2 separate regions of the Mus musculus genome follow, and region 2 is linked to region 1. A link is a contact called in public promoter capture Hi-C data. All regions are on one chromosome and are shown on one strand. The core of a region is the stretch at or near the end of the contact, and the rest is flanking DNA. Distances in the headings are between cores, read along the strand shown. Region 1 overlaps Fbxl4 (F-box and leucine-rich repeat protein 4). Region 2 holds the start of Mms22l (MMS22-like, DNA repair protein).

Evidence for each region. Promoter capture Hi-C pulls out the DNA fragments that hold promoters and counts their contacts.
Region 2: a promoter capture Hi-C map of liver shows a contact between it and region 1, with 8 times the contacts expected there. The contact joins the promoter of Mms22l here to the enhancer-like site in region 1. A contact is called at or near these places in 3 of 39 promoter capture datasets (hippocampal neurons, liver and pre-B cells), 1 of 484 Hi-C or Micro-C datasets (CD4 T cells), 4 of 115 datasets of contacts at active chromatin or transcription factors (embryonic forebrain, embryonic stem cells, large pre-B cells and 1 more) and 2 of 9 other capture datasets (adipose tissue and liver).

What each region holds. Positions count from the first base shown.
Region 1 is chr4:22,379,451-22,384,069 of GRCm38.p6, forward strand. All of the region lies in intron 3 of Fbxl4 (F-box and leucine-rich repeat protein 4), which reads left to right. Among named protein-coding and RNA genes, the nearest start is that of Gm24607, 15 kb to the right of the region's middle. Within about 2 kb of position 1,426, at least 25 of the 459 cell types and tissues checked have an H3K27ac peak or open chromatin away from gene starts, as enhancers often do. A contact at or near this core is called in adipose tissue and liver, where this site is marked.
Region 2 is chr4:24,494,827-24,499,537 of GRCm38.p6, forward strand. It overlaps Mms22l (MMS22-like, DNA repair protein), which reads left to right and starts at 1,625. Exons shown (of 24, transcript NM_199467.3): 1 at 1,625-2,239; 2 at 3,012-3,137. The coding sequence starts at 2,082.

The sequences.
Region 1 (4,619 bases), core at 176-2,675:
TTTCTCTGCTGGGAACAAAACAAAGAACCACACAAAGATGGCTTTTGTTCTGAGCTACAAACCACCCTGGAAGTGGACTGTGACATTTAAGGGACATGTCCTGGCTAGGGGAAGCCAATGTGCCTGTGGCTCTCGGAACGTCAATAGAGTGGTTTCCTCAAGGAAGTGAATTCACTCAGGTTGAGGGTGGCTCAGCTGGAGGGCTAGGAAAAGTGGAGAAGGATGACACCTTCCAAGCTTAGATCAGAGTTGAAGAAGTGAGAGAAGCCCAAGCTCCATTAGGGGCAGCAAAATAAGATGGATTGAAGACGTAAACTAGGGGTTTCTGGAATTAGAGATCTCAGAGCTGACTTGGCACTGGCTTTCTAGAAGCTACAGTGAGACTCATGTGTAGTCATTTACTGTGGAAGATACCAACAAGGAGAGGGGACATTCAGAAGAGAAGGGTACAATTCTGTGTGGTTTCATCTCCTATTCCAGCCTGACTACCTGTCAGTCCTAGCATGGGCTGTAGGAATAGAACGAGGACCGACAAACCTGGCTACATGCTGCTCAGGAGCCCAGGATAGTTTTCTTAACAGGCTGGCAGATGAATGTTCCAGGGAGCAAACCAGAACTGTCTGGAGGATAAATACAAGACACCAGGGTCTGCGAGTGGGAGAAAGGAGTCAGCTACTGCCAACTATATTATATGGTAATTGACAGAGCATTCACTTTGCTTAATACACAGGCATTAGAAGACAAATGAAGGAGCAATACCATTTATCACCAAATTACTACCACTTATATCCAATTAACATGAGTCTTGAATGAAGAACAATTTTACAGTAATGTGTGTATCTTTGTGTATATGTAAGAAGGTACAGTTTCTTTCCTTGTAGTTGGGAGAGCTCTGGACTGTTGCCGTATATTTAACTGAATACTTTTGTGGCATTTAGGAGTTGAAACGAGTTCGAGAGTGTTGGAGAGTTCAGGAATTTTATGTAGGAAATGAGCTTCCTATTGTCTTAAACATTCAAAGATATAAAAGCCATGCTTTCATAGTTTTTGTGACTTTGTTAGCCAACAGTATAGGAAATCACAGGCAGTTCTACTGATTTTGGTGTCTTTTTGGCTTTTTGCTTAGTGCTTCTTAAAGGAAAAGGAAAGAGGTAGAACAAAGTGATCTGTGGCTGAGGATTGGAGAATAGGCTGGCTCAGGGTCACACTTTAGAAGAGAGAGAAAGAAGGTGAGGAGGAAGGCAGAAAATGACAAATTGATGTCGTACTAACGCAACCAGGATAATGTTATTTGGGGAGTAATGTTTACTGATTTGCTTCTTTGTTTTTCCAGCGCTCAAAACACTTTGATAAATCAGTGACATTAGGAAAGCCGAGCAGCAGTGGCTGCCATGGAAGAATTTCCTGCCAAAGGAAGTTGCTTAAGCAGTGGTTTCATGAATTGCCGAATCCTGGTTCCCTTAACCTTGTAGACCTGGGATGGTGATTTTATCAAGAAGTCAGAATTGAAAGACCAGGCCTTTCACACAGAATGGCAGCGTGTTACTTTCTAGTTAGTGATGGGCTGGACTGTTGTCTCTTAAGAACAAAGGCAAGCCCTTTTATTTGATGGGTTTTGTTTTTAGTCTTCAGAAGAGAATCTTCAAAAGATATCAGATAAGGGGGTGGTATTTATGGTTATAGAAGCTGTACGAGTCCCCCTGTTAATGTGGCTTGTTTTGTGGTTTATGGCGTCCTTGGGGATGAGGTTACTAGAATTCCCGTGGGGGAATCTACTTCTGAGTGTATCCAAAGGGAAGGAAATCACCTCCCCAAAGCGGCTGTACTCCCGTGTCCTCCGCAGCACTGTCCACAATAGCTCAATATAGATTCAGCCTCAGTGCCCATCAGCAGAGGAATTGATAAAGTAAATGCAGCATGTCTGCTCAATGGATATTAGCCAACAGTAAAGAAGTATACAATTTTTGTCATTTGCAGCAAAATGGGTGGGCATTACGCGTTCTTCAGTTAAGTGGAATAAGCCTGACATAGAGAGACCAGCATCCCATGTTCTTTCTCATGTTGGAGTAGTTCAGGAATTGTATGTAGGAAATGAGCTTCCTAAGTCTTAAACAGTCAAAGATTTAAAAGCCATGCTTTCGTAGTTCTTGTGACTTTGTTAGCCAACAGCATAGGAAGTCACAAAATAAGAACAACCTAAAAGGAGACTAGCGACTGTTAGAGATTGAGATTACTATTATGGGGGTAAGGGGTAGATTAGGAAGCCTATGTTTCATCACTGTATATTGCATACAAATTTGAAATATCACATCAAATTCCCTGAAAAGAAAAAAAATTTAAAAGAATTCTCACTGAACTTATGCTTTGATTCTTGATGGTAGGAATGGACCATAGATTCCTTCTCTTTTCTCTCAGGGTTGGGGCTGTATGTTCTTCTTAGTTCCTTTTTGGCATATGTAAAGACTATCAGAATGCATATCAGTGGCTTCCTCTTTTAGATTTCTTCTTGAGTTTTATAAAATTGTGTCTATTGCAGTTTCTATACGCCTTACTCTAGTTATTTTTACTTAGGGTCAAGGAACTAAATAGTCTGTTATATAATGGAAACAGTATTATTAGATACTATGCCAAAAATTTAAGTATTAACCAGTGAATTATAAATTCCATCATCAGGAGATATGGCTCACTTTGACATTAGAGATTACAGTAAACAGTTGTGATCCTTTCAGTGGTCATTCTTTTATTCTGCATGCTATAAGCTCTTTGGGAAGCAATTTTTAAAATATTATATATTGAGAGTTAAAATATACTTTCTTCCCCTTTTATTAAAATAGATTCTTTTCTCATACAATACACTCTGATTTCAGTTTCCTCTCCCTCTGTGCCTCCCAGTTCTTCCCCACCTCCCTGTTATCTGGATCCACTCCTTTTGTTTCCAATCATCAAAAGAATAGGCTTCTAGGAGATAATTATAAAAGTATAACAAAATAAAATATAGTACAATAAGATGGAACTATCTTATCAAAGTTTGAGAAGAAAAATCAACAGAAGGCAAAGAGCCTAGAAGAAGGTACAGGAATCAGAGATCTACTTGTTTGCACACTCAGGAATCCTATAAAAACACTAAACTGGAAGTCATAATATATATGCTGAGGACCCAGTGCCAACTCGTGCAAGCCTGGTGCATGCTGCCCCAGTCTGTGTTAGTTCATATGAGTTTTGTTCATGTGAATTCAGAGAGATTTTTTTCTTGGTGTTCTCCATCTCCTGTGGCTCTTGCATTCTTTCTATATCCTCTTCTCAGTGTTCTCTGAGTTCTGAGGGGAGAGATTTGATGGAAAATCCCATTTATGGATGAGTGTTACAAGGTGTCTGTCTGTCTGTCTGTCTGTCTGTCTGTCTCTCTCCCTCTATCTCTCATTTCTGGCTGTGGGTCTTTGTATTTGTTCCCATCTAGTTTAGCAGGAAGCTTGTCTGATGGTGGCTGAACAAGGCACTGATCTATGCGTATAATTGGAGCTCTTTTATCACTACCTTTTATTTTAGACCAGTAGTATATAGTTCTACCCTAGGTTTTTGGGCTATCTAGTCTCACGTTCTTCCAACTTCTAAGCAGTGTTGGGTATGGATTCTATTATGTGGAGTGGACCTTAAATCAAATCAGTTATTGGTTAATCACTTCCACAAGCTTTGTGCCATCATTGCCTTAGCAAATCTTATAGGCTGAACAGCATTGTACATCAAAGGGGTTATGGATAACTTGGTTTATCTTTTGATAGCATGAAGAGTTATTTCCTGTACCAAAGATGTTAGAACATAGGGGTGAAGGCTGTATGTAGGCGCCAGCTCAACTTCTCCATGTTCAATGAGTTGTGTAGGTTCTGCAATGGGACCTGGCTGTCAAAGCAAAATTTTGTCTTGGAAGCAGCCTGGGTTATTTGGGGTTCCTGTGGAGCCCTTTTGGCCAACAGCACAATTTGATGTAACCTAATTCCTTTGGTAACAAGAGTTAGCCAGTTAATTCTCTGTCTCCCCATTATTTGGTGATATTATTTAGATTGACTTCCGTTTTAGGGTTTTACTGCTGTGAAGAGACACCATGACCAAATCAACTCTTATCAAGGACAGCATTTAATTGGAGCTGGCTTTTGGTTTCAGAGGTTCAGTCCATTATTACCATGACAGGAGGCATGGCAGCATCCAGGCAGAGACAGTGCTGGAGAAGGAAGTGAGAGTTCTGTATCTTGATCTAAGGGCAGGCAGCCCGAAGGGGACTATCTTCCACAGGCAGCCAGGAGGAGGGCCTCTTCCACAGAAGTGAAGCTTGAACATAGGACCTCAACATCCACCCCCACAGTTATGCATTTCCTCCAACAAAGTTGCACCTATTCCAACAAGGACACACCTCCTAATAGTATTACTTCTTGTAGGCCAAGCATTCAAACATATGAGTCTATGGAGGCCAAATGTATTCAAGGCATAACACCTTCATATATGTATATATTTTAGGAAATCACTGCTGTACTAGTTTTTCCATACTACTCCTCAAATGACAGTTGTAGTTGTCTTTCCCTGTATTCTCTCCTTTGTTTCCCCATAGGTCACCATGTCATGCACTC
Region 2 (4,711 bases), core at 375-2,874, 2.1 Mb after region 1:
CAAGAAGACTAGGAAATTGGGGGCAGCTGGACAAAATACCAGCATTTCATCTTTACAAAACAATATTATTTGAATATTTCTGTTGTAACAGTATTATGTTATATTAATAAATATATAATAGCTATTTCTATCTATGGAAGCTTATACTTAAGTTCTTAACATTTCTATATCTTGTCAAAATTAAGATAAAAATAATTACAATTTTGTCTGATTCAAAGAAGAGTCTCTAACTTCTCTTTAGTTCTTTTCATTTCTAACCTGGACTACATACACTTGATAGGCTACACCCTTGCTTTGCGCTTTGGTTTGTTTTGGCCGACAGGAGTGAAACATGGGATGTGGTTTACTCCTTTCAGTGTTTCCCCCACTTGTCTGTGGTGGGACAGTTGTGTTTGTCTGTGAAGGCAACCACTGTTGTGTGACGATAAGTTAGGTGACTGCATCCTACAGGCACAGGTCTCACTCCTCTCTAGTAATCCGTGTTGATCCTTACTTTTCTGCTCAAGAATGATAATTGTCTCTATTAGCTGTGGGTGCCTAGTCATCCCATTTTGGGATCCAGTAACCATGGACACACCTTTGTAAGTGACCATTTCATTAAGTATCACCTTAATTGGCCTCTGTCATTTCTTTAGTTCTTCCCACTCCATGATTCACATAAGTTGAGCTCACATAATCAACATCAGGTATTTAAACAAACACAACAGACAAGAGTGTACTGGAATGTTGATGGGAGGAAGAAAAATGGCCGTATGGTATGTTGTCCTAATTGCAGTGCCAACACTAGGTATTCTCATATTCAGAAAACATACTCTTGACATCACTGTGGAAGAGACCTTCATGATACAATACTCATCACCAGCTATCATCAGCAGTCAACAAAAAAAAGCATCAGGTCTCAGAGTACCTCAACTGGGCTGCACAAATACATGTACTATAGTAGCCCTACACTGCAGTGGGAATTTTTTTTTTCTTCCGCTTCATCCCACATGTCATTTGAAAATACGTTGATTTTAACATCTAAGAGTTAGGGTAGGTTCCCTATGAAGTGGATGCCCGCAAGTAAAGCAATATATTTAAATGCAGCAGGCATTTGAATCCCCATGCCCCCCACCCCCATCTCAAGACAGTAATATTCGAGTCAACTTTAAAGAACACTTTAATAAGGAAAATGGATCGGAAAATATTTTTACAAAATTGTAACTCTTGTCCAGAGTTACAATGTATTGCAAAGGGAGCAAAAGTTGTTATGTCTGAGGAAAAAAAGCCATCTAACTTAGTCAATGTGTCCCTTGTGTTCTGGGTCACTGCTGCAGAGCAGAAGGCATCCAACACAGGAAAGCCGGGGTGGGCCCCAGGGCAGGAAGAGGGTGGCCGGGCTGCGGGAGGCCGAGGCAGGCGCGGGGCTCTCCAGAGCCCGGCCTGAAGCTGATCCCCGCCGTTCGCAGACCCTACTTCCAGGCTTCAGCGGAGAGCTGGCCACCTCGCAAACTCTCAACGGTACGGAGAACCGTGAAGAGCGAATCCCTGGACTTGTCCGGGCCGACGGGCTCTCGCGAGATCTCGGTCCGCGCCAGTGAGGACTCGCGAGAGGGCGGCGCCGGAGGCGGGGCACGCCGTGGCGGGAATTTCGCCTGCTTCCGGTTTCCTCTGCCCGGCGCTGCGTTCCGCGTTCTAGGTTTGCGGGGGCCTGCGGTTTTCCCGCGCGCTCGCCCGCCCCGAACGCCGCGCTGGGACTGAGGGAGACGGAGGGAGGCGGCGGGGCTGCGTGCTCCATCCGGGCCGTGCGGGGAAACCAGCCTGAGGAGGTGCGCGAGGGCCTCAAAACCCACGGCAGCCCGGAGGGAGCGAGGGCGGCGTTGGAAGGCTTGGCGGCTCCGGCGCCTGCGGGACGCCCGGAGGATTCTGGACCTGTTGCCTTCAGCTTCTCTGCTTTCACGTTGGTTTCCCCGGGTGCTGAGGGCACATTTTGGATCTCCGAGGTAGCTCCTTACCGTACTTTCAGCCTCTTGCAGCTTGTCTTCGGAGCCCGAACGTAACTGCCCGGAACCGCGGTGGCATTGCAGAGCAGGATGTAAATAATGGATGGCTGTTCAGCAGCGTCGACCTTCTTGACTGACAGCTTAGAGCTGGAGCTGGGGACAGAGTGGTGCAAACCCCCCTGCTTTTCTTGCGCTTTTGACAACAGAGAAGGAAAATTCTCTGGAGAGTCCTACCTTGCCAGTGGCGCCCTTAAGCGGTAGGTTAAAAAACAAACAAACAACAAAAAACCGAATTGAAGGTCCCCACCCCCAGCAATGTTGATTATCACCAATGTCTAACGTAGGTGCTCAGCAAGCCTCGTTTTACATACGCTTAGTATATAGAAGAACTTTCTGGATAATTGATAATCTCTTAGGAGTGGGTAGCTGGATATTTAATTTACTTAGACTGGTTTCAGAGCAGCCTAGTCTCTTGGAACTTGTATTTCCTTTTAAGGGGTAATAGTTATCTATAAGTTTTCAGTAGTTTATAAGTAGAACCTGATAGTTTTTGTTGCACGGGTTCTTTCCATCCAAAGCATCGGCATACAGAATTCATAGACACATTAGTCGAATGAATATTACAATAAAATTGCTGTTCTTGAATTATTTAGGTAATGCCCTTTGAGGAAACTTCATTAAAGAAAACCATTTTTTGTTGATTGTATGATTATACCTTGTTAATAATTTGTTAATAACCTTAAACCACATTAGGTATCTATATGATGTCATTCTTCCTAATTCGGAATATTTGGTGTTCTGAAAACCCATTTTCTTGTTCAAAGATAAATTACTGTGACCTCAGACCACTTTGTATATTGCTTGGACTCCATTTAGATTTTCCTTTTGGACACAACATAAGGTGTCAAGTAACCCCTCCCCCCCCCCCCCAACACACACACACATACACATATACATATGTGTTTGTGCGCGTCATCATGGCATGTATAGTCTGGATTCAAATGATTTAAGTCATTGTTTTCATTACAGGTTAATTTTAAATCTTGATCCATTACCAACTAATTTTGAAGAGGATACAGTAGAACTATTTGGCTTCCAATGGGTTACAGAAACAGCGCTAGTCTATTCCTGTAGAGAGCTCTTTCATTTATTCAGGTATGTATGTGTCTATTTTTAACTCTAATGCTGTCTAGTTTTATATTGCTGCTTTTCCACTACTGATTACAAAAGCAGGGAAATTGCTCTTTTTTATTGCTTTGCTGGTGGTCTTACCAGGAAACACTCAAGCAGTTATGACTGATAAATAATGGTTTTAAGGAGTTGTTTATATTGTGTATATTGATAAGCGAAATCCTTATCAATATATATGTGTGTGATTTAATCTCTAGATTAAATTAGTCTCTGATTAAATTAATCACATGTGATTCTAGAGATCTAATCTAGGTTATTGTATATGTTAGGCAAGCATCATACTACTGAGCACTGAATACCTGCACTGTGTATAATGTACATATTCTCTATATAACATATTGTATATGCATTGTTTTTGTTTCTAAGACAGGGCCTCAACTCTAGCCAATGTGTAGCCTAGGTCAATGACCTAAAACTTACACAGCAATCCTTTCTTAGTCTGTGATGCTGGGATTACAAGCATGAACCATCATAGATAAAGATTTGAACTACGTGCCATGAACCCTCATAAAGAGATGTCGGTGTATCTTTGATGTAGTAGATGCTGTCAATTTTTTTTCTTTGTAGGTCAACACAATCATGCATGAATGTTTTGAGTATCTGTATGTATTGTATACTACATGCATGTGTGGTGCCCTAGAGGTCAGAAGAGGGCATGGAATTAGAATTATGGATGGTTGTGGGCTACTACCATACATGCTGGGAACCAAATGCATGTCCTCTACGAGAGCAAAAAGTGCTCTTAGCTGCTGAGCCATCTCTCCAGCCTTGTGTTATTTATTGAGAGAACAAGCTGAGCAAGTTTTCTGTAATTGTAAACATTGTAGTGAGATGGGTCTTTAAGAGAGTTTCAAGGCAGATAGGAATGATGAAATGGGATTGCCATCAGGGATTAAAGCGAGGCATCCTAATAGCTTTACATACATACATATATATATATATCATTTATGTATCTGTTTTGCTTTGCTTTTTTGTCACTGTGATTAAAGACCATGACAAAATGCAGCTTGTGGAGAAAAGGCTTTATTTGGCTTACTGGTTTCACTTCATCATCAGGAGAAGCCAAGGTGGAGCCTAGATGTAGAAACTGAAGCATAGACCAGGAAGGAATGCTGCCTTCTGACTTGCTCCCCATTGCTTGCTCGGCCTGATATACTATCTAGGACCACCTACCCAGGGATGGCACCATCCCCAGTAAGCTGGGCTTCCCATAGCATACAATCATGAATCAAGAGAAGGTCCTTAGATTTTACTATAGGCAAGTTGATGGAGGCGCTTTCTCAAGTTAGGGTCTTCTCTACAGGTAACTATTTTGTATCAAGGTAACTAGGTATTAATAAGGACAGTAATCCTTTTCATTTTCTGAACCACTATACAAGCTGTATGATACAATTTAACATAAAACTTAACCCTAGAATGTTTTTTTTCCATTTTTTATTAGGTATTTAGCTCATTTACATTTCCAATGCTATACCAAAAGTCCCCCATACCCACCCACCCCCACTCCCCTACCCACCTACTCCCCCTTTTTGGCCCTG